Regions from separate parts of the Mus musculus genome. Here region 1 is linked to region 2. A link is a contact called in public Hi-C data. All regions are on one chromosome and are shown on one strand. The core of a region is the stretch at or near the end of the contact, and the rest is flanking DNA. Distances in the headings are between cores, read along the strand shown.

Evidence for each region. Hi-C and Micro-C count contacts between places; a contact is called where the count stands out from the background.
Region 1: a Hi-C map of cerebellum shows a contact between it and region 2, with 2.7 times the contacts expected there. The contact joins two enhancer-like sites. A contact is called at or near these places in 2 of 484 Hi-C or Micro-C datasets (cerebellar granule neurons and cerebellum).

What each region holds. Positions count from the first base shown.
Region 1 is chr12:5,995,614-5,998,313 of GRCm38.p6, reverse strand. No RefSeq gene overlaps it. Among named protein-coding and RNA genes, the nearest start is that of Gm32576, 41 kb to the left of the region's middle. Within about 2 kb of position 1,398, at least 9 of the 459 cell types and tissues checked have an H3K27ac peak or open chromatin away from gene starts, as enhancers often do. A contact at or near this core is called in cerebellum, where this site is marked.
Region 2 is chr12:5,156,091-5,158,790 of GRCm38.p6, reverse strand. The region is part of intron 3 of Klhl29 (kelch-like 29); the gene reads left to right. Among named protein-coding and RNA genes, the nearest start is that of Gm51980, 130 kb to the left of the region's middle. Within about 2 kb of position 1,335, at least 22 of the 459 cell types and tissues checked have an H3K27ac peak or open chromatin away from gene starts, as enhancers often do. A contact at or near this core is called in cerebellum, where this site is marked.

The DNA of each region.
Region 1 (2,700 bases), core at 149-2,648, 840 kb before region 2:
ACTGCCAGAAACCCTCTCCCCAGCTCATTTATATACATCCATTTCACCTCATATTCTCCATGTTTCTAATCAAGCACCCTCTCAAAATTGAGACCTTCCTTGATGGCTCACAATAAAATGGCACCCGCACGCATCACGACTCCCACGGCATCTTATTTCTCTCTATAGCACTTATCACAATCTGACCTTCTAATTATTCTGCTCACTGTCTGCCTTCCCCCCAGGAGCATGCACTTCAAGAGTGCTCTCTCTTCACTGATGCATCATCAGTGTCTGAAACAGTGTATAACATGGGCCCAGTAAATACTTGTTTGATGAATCAAAGCAAAAATAAAATAAAAAAAATCAAGTTCCCCATTAGTGTGTATATCCTCGATAGTTTATTATCAATAATGGGGAGATAATTACAGTGGGAGAAGGAAGAGGGACTTCTGGTGGGGAAAGTGGAGAAGACAATTCTAAAAAAACTAGAGGACAGCAACAGATGGAACTGGTCGATAAGCAACAAAAGAGATGCTGAAATCATTTCTATCCATTATGAGAAGCTGGGAGTATAATTCTCAAGAACAATGAATGACACTCTTTGAGGCCTTTTCCTTCTGCTATTGATGTATGGAAGCCTAGGGACACACTTTCCGAGAAAATCCTTATAACCCATCACTGTCCAATCAATCGGAAGTCTTGAGCAGAGTCAGGCGATGAGAAGCTTGAGAGGTCTGGATTAGAAGCCATCCAATTAGATCTCTGCCAAGCCTGATGGCACAGCACAGGCACTTATGTCGATGAAGCTCATCATTTCAAGGTGGGTGGGCAAAGCACATTTTTAAAAATTGCTGGGTTACTTCTCAGATTTGGCCATTCATGTCGATTCTTTTCCAGTAAATCACATCAGCATAAACTGCCTGATGTAAATCTTCAAAAAAGGTACATCTCAGAGCCTGGAGGTGACTATGGGGTCGTCTATAACATGTCAGATATGCCTAGTGTATAGTGGCCAACTGAAAGCCATCAAAACAGAGTTTAAGTGTGCCAGGTGTGCGCTTTATGATTTTGTCTTACTGGAAGGCCTTTCTATTTCAGGTGAATTTTATTTTAGAGGTGTTGATTGTTTGCAGATGCTTAGAAAAAGAGACAACAGGATAAAACCATGTTTTTGGAAGTCCTTAAAGAAAGTTTTGCAATAGTAATAAAGAGTTTAAGGTGGCTTCAGGACACCGTGCCTAATAAAGCTAACCTGGAGTGGTACAGTATGCAGAATTTGAAAGTCTGGATTCTATTCTCAGAGTCTGAAAACGACGTGTGTGTTCTCCTGTAAGCCATCAAATCACCCTAAGTTCTCCATGGCTTCATCTGAGAAAATGAGAAGTGATCATCCACTTCCCTGAGCACACGGGGGTGTAGTGCACAACCTGCTCCTGCTGTGACCCACTTTGCTCCTGTCATTGCTCCGCCTACTACAGCTCTGTCAAAACCATGGTAACTAGACAGAAACTAAATGTGTGACAGCCAGAGAGATAGAACTTCAGGTCTTTGCTCTCCATTTCAAAGGACAACAGCTGCCTAAAAACCGTGTGACCTCTTTGGATGCTAAAAATGATTTTGTTTCATCATTTTGTCACCAAGTATGCCTCGGTGACTCCCAAGATGAGCATTTCTTTGAAAACTGCCCTGGTTGTTATCGTACAGAAGCAAGCAAGCAGTCACTGACTCTTTAACAATCTTTTTGTTTTCTATTTCTTTCTAGTACTTAGTGTGTGTGTGTCTTTGAACACACACTATCTTTTTCTGCCTTAAAAAAAAAAAACAAAAAAAACAAAAAAACAAAAAAACAAAAAAAACAAAAAAACAAAAAAAATCTAACAAAAACAAGAGGCATGAGTATCCCTGCATGTAAGTCAAAAGAAAGAAAAAGATCCTCAACAGCATTTTAATTTTATAAAATTTAACACATTGATGATGGGTAATTTAACTTCAGCAAACTAGGCGGCTAGATTGTCATAGCTTAAATAACCATTCTCCCTTATTAAAAATATTAATAAAGTAAGAGTATTATGAAATTTTAATCATTTTCCCCAAAATTTCAACCACAATGCAATTTAAACATGTTTGGAGTAAAATCAACCAATTTTTTTATCAAGGACAAATCACACCTCTCAAAAACTCTGTTGGCAGGCAGAGTGACCCACACAGGACTGACTGGAGGAAGGCTGTCCTTTGGAAATCCATACTGTAGCGGACAAAGACTCAGAAACCGAACAGTTGGCTCCTAGTGGGGCTCCCAAGAACCTCGTTGTTGTCTTTTTAAACACTCATCATCCCACAGTACTTCAGTTTCAAGATCATTAATAAAACATCAGCTGGAGAAGGCAGTACCCAGGCAAACAGGGATGACAGCAGGTAGAACGCTGGGGACTGTCACAGCCTAATGGGTAAAGCTGTAGTCCATAAGCAGTGCATAAACTTCATGGAGACATAACTAGGTAGAAGCATTATATTTTTTGTGCTGATAACTAGTAGAAAAATATAAATTTGTAAAGACTTAAAATGAATCTATTTTCAATAACATTTGCTTTTCTGTTATAAAACCATTCAATATATATTAGAAAAAACTTAGAACATTTCCTAAGCCATTAAATACCTTTTCTTCCATTTACACATACATAAATAGATGTTTAAAACTTCTTACCTAATGTTCTATAT
Region 2 (2,700 bases), core at 86-2,585:
CTTAAAGCCCACACCCATAGTGACATGCCTACTCCAACAGAGCCACACCCTCTAATAGTGCCACTCCCTGAGTGGCAAATACAAAGCATCACAGAGAGAGAAAATGAAATAAAGAGGTAGAGTAGTGGGGAAGGAAAGGAGGGGAGGGGAGGATGAAGAGAGGTGAGGGAGAGGAGCATTCAGCTCCACTGTGAAGGAGACAGACTCCTCCAGGCAGGAAATGGACGCCCTGAAAATGTGATGCTGAGCCCCCAATAGCAAATGGAAGCATCACATTTTTAAATGAACAGCAGGATCTGCCAGTGGTGCCTCTCTTGCATGCTGGTGTAGGGCAGCCCTGGATGGAGTAAGGAAGGGAGAGAGCCTTGCATCCTGGAGCTGCCCCAACTTGCTTCTGTCTAACACTCTCAGCAAGCCTGGAATGATCCTCCTCTGGAGTAGCCACAGCATCCCCCCCCCCCCAAGGCTAGGAGTTTGGCAGAGAGCCTACCAAGGGTGAAAGCCAGAGTCAGATGTCACATGCTGAGGTGCATGGGGAGTCTTGTGTGTGAACATGTGCAGACATCTGTGGTCGCAGGCATGTTGGAAGTCATTCCTGCTGCATGAGGGTGGTGTGAGAATGTGTCAAGGAACACAGTGATGTTCAAAAGAATCTGGTCCAGAAGGCACGTGTACATCAGCAGCCTGCAGTGAGTCCTCGGCTGTTCTAGGGATCGATGGGATACAACCTTCAGAGTCTCACCAGGTTGTGTGGGAATTGACTGTAATTCTCAGTGTGCCTATGAGGAAACAGACTCAGGCATTACATCTTCGCCTGAGCAGTTATGTAATGAAAGAATAGGGAAAGCCCCCTCATTACTGTGCCCTGCTTTTGTGATTCCCCCAAAAAAGCACTGTGCATCCTTGCCCAGAGGGGCACACCATCTCTAGTTCTTCTGTCCACACCCTTATTCCTGACAACCCGTCTCAACACCTGCCAGACAGGGACCAATCATAGCCCTGGGCCTCCTTGGACTTCTTTGTTTGCTTGGCTGATTCTCTGCCCTTTGGACACTCTGGAAAAGAAAGCCCTCATCCAACCTTTACCATAAAGGATGGGCACTTGGTAAATTGAATAGGAGGGAGCATGGTGAACCCTAACTCAGGACTCTGGACAGCGGCCATATGCTCTCAGACACAACCCTCCAGCCCCCAACTCCAACACCAGGATTCATCTTCTCAGCTTTGATCAGTGTGCATCGCCCCTGCCTTCATGACCAGCTGGAGGCTGCCTCCTCAGTCCCCCACTTGGCAAGCTCCTAGGCCTGTTTACTGAGCACCAAACATGAAGCTGGCCATCTGCACAGGGGAGTAGCTGCCATCAGAGCTTCAGCACACAGCACCCACTGGGCTCTGGGTGTGGTGTTGGTTCTTCTGCACACATTAATTCACAGTCATGCAAGGGGGGGACTTGAAATAGCACATCTTAGGGGTGAGGCAAGGACGGCACACAGCAGTAGTTCACCCCAGTCCTCTCCACTTATAAATGGCAACAGCCCTTGGGCTTGGACCAGCAGCCTCATTCCAGAGCCCAGTTCTTAACTGCCACCCCAACTGAGAGAATAAGCCATGCCCTCGGGAGCTCATGGCCTAATATGTAACATAGCGTCATGAGGAGGTAGAAAAGGTTGGCCATGGCTAGTGTACAGGGAATGTAGCCAGCACCCCTGTTCTCGGCCTTTGGTGATGGGGTGCCAGATTCAGTTATGATGGCCTAGAATGTTCAGGAACAGGTTTCCTTCCCTCCCAAAAGAACTGCCAGGTCTAAGCTTCCAATGAACTTGCTTCAAGGTGCCTTGTAACCCTTGTGACCCCTGTAGTGCTGGCCTGACCCTGGAAGTAGAGGTGGCCCCCAATTACACAGGAGTAGCTGGAAAGACAACCACTGTCTGGGGAAAAATATGTTCACATGCCCCTGGTAGAGGGAGCGAGCTCTGTGTTCTCCCTCCTGTAATTGTTACCATCTGTTTCCCTGCATAGTGTTTGTTGATGTTTTCTTGTTTTAAAACTGAAATGAGTCAGATTGGAAGCTGATTTAGGAAAAAGTATCAGGGAGGGAAACTCAAAGCGGCCATGGGAGAATCTGTGGAGCTGTTGAAGAAGGTAAGTTTCTGGGGGCAGACCAGGTGTCTGCCAACTGCTCCTGCCCTGTGAGGCTACAGGCCCCTGCAGCCCAAGCAGGCTAGCATGCTTGAGGGGTGTGTGTGTGTGTGTGTGTGTGTGTGTGTGTGTGTGTGTGTGTCTAAGTATTTGTCATTCTAGGGCTGTGGCTTTCAGATTCAGTGGCTGCTAGCTGGCTGGGCCAACATTTCTGTTAAGGTAAGTATAGCCATCAGTAGACTTATAGGTTAACTCTCCAAGAATAATAGCAAGGCGCTTTAGTGCTCGTACTAAAGCCCGATGAAGATGAGTGAGCAGGCTGGGCTTATTCCAAACATTTAAATCCCGGTTTCTAAAGGGGATGCCACTGAGGTGATTCCCAACTTCTAGTAAGAAGTCATGTGACCCCAACTGCTGGGCTCTGATAATGACTGCCTATACAGTGTGTGTGTATCGCTGGGGCACTGAGATCAAAGTTCTTAGGCCAACATTTTCTGGCTCTTCCTGCCCCAGGGGGACAAACATGGAGCAAGACAGGACAGGAGCTGATTTCCCAAGGCC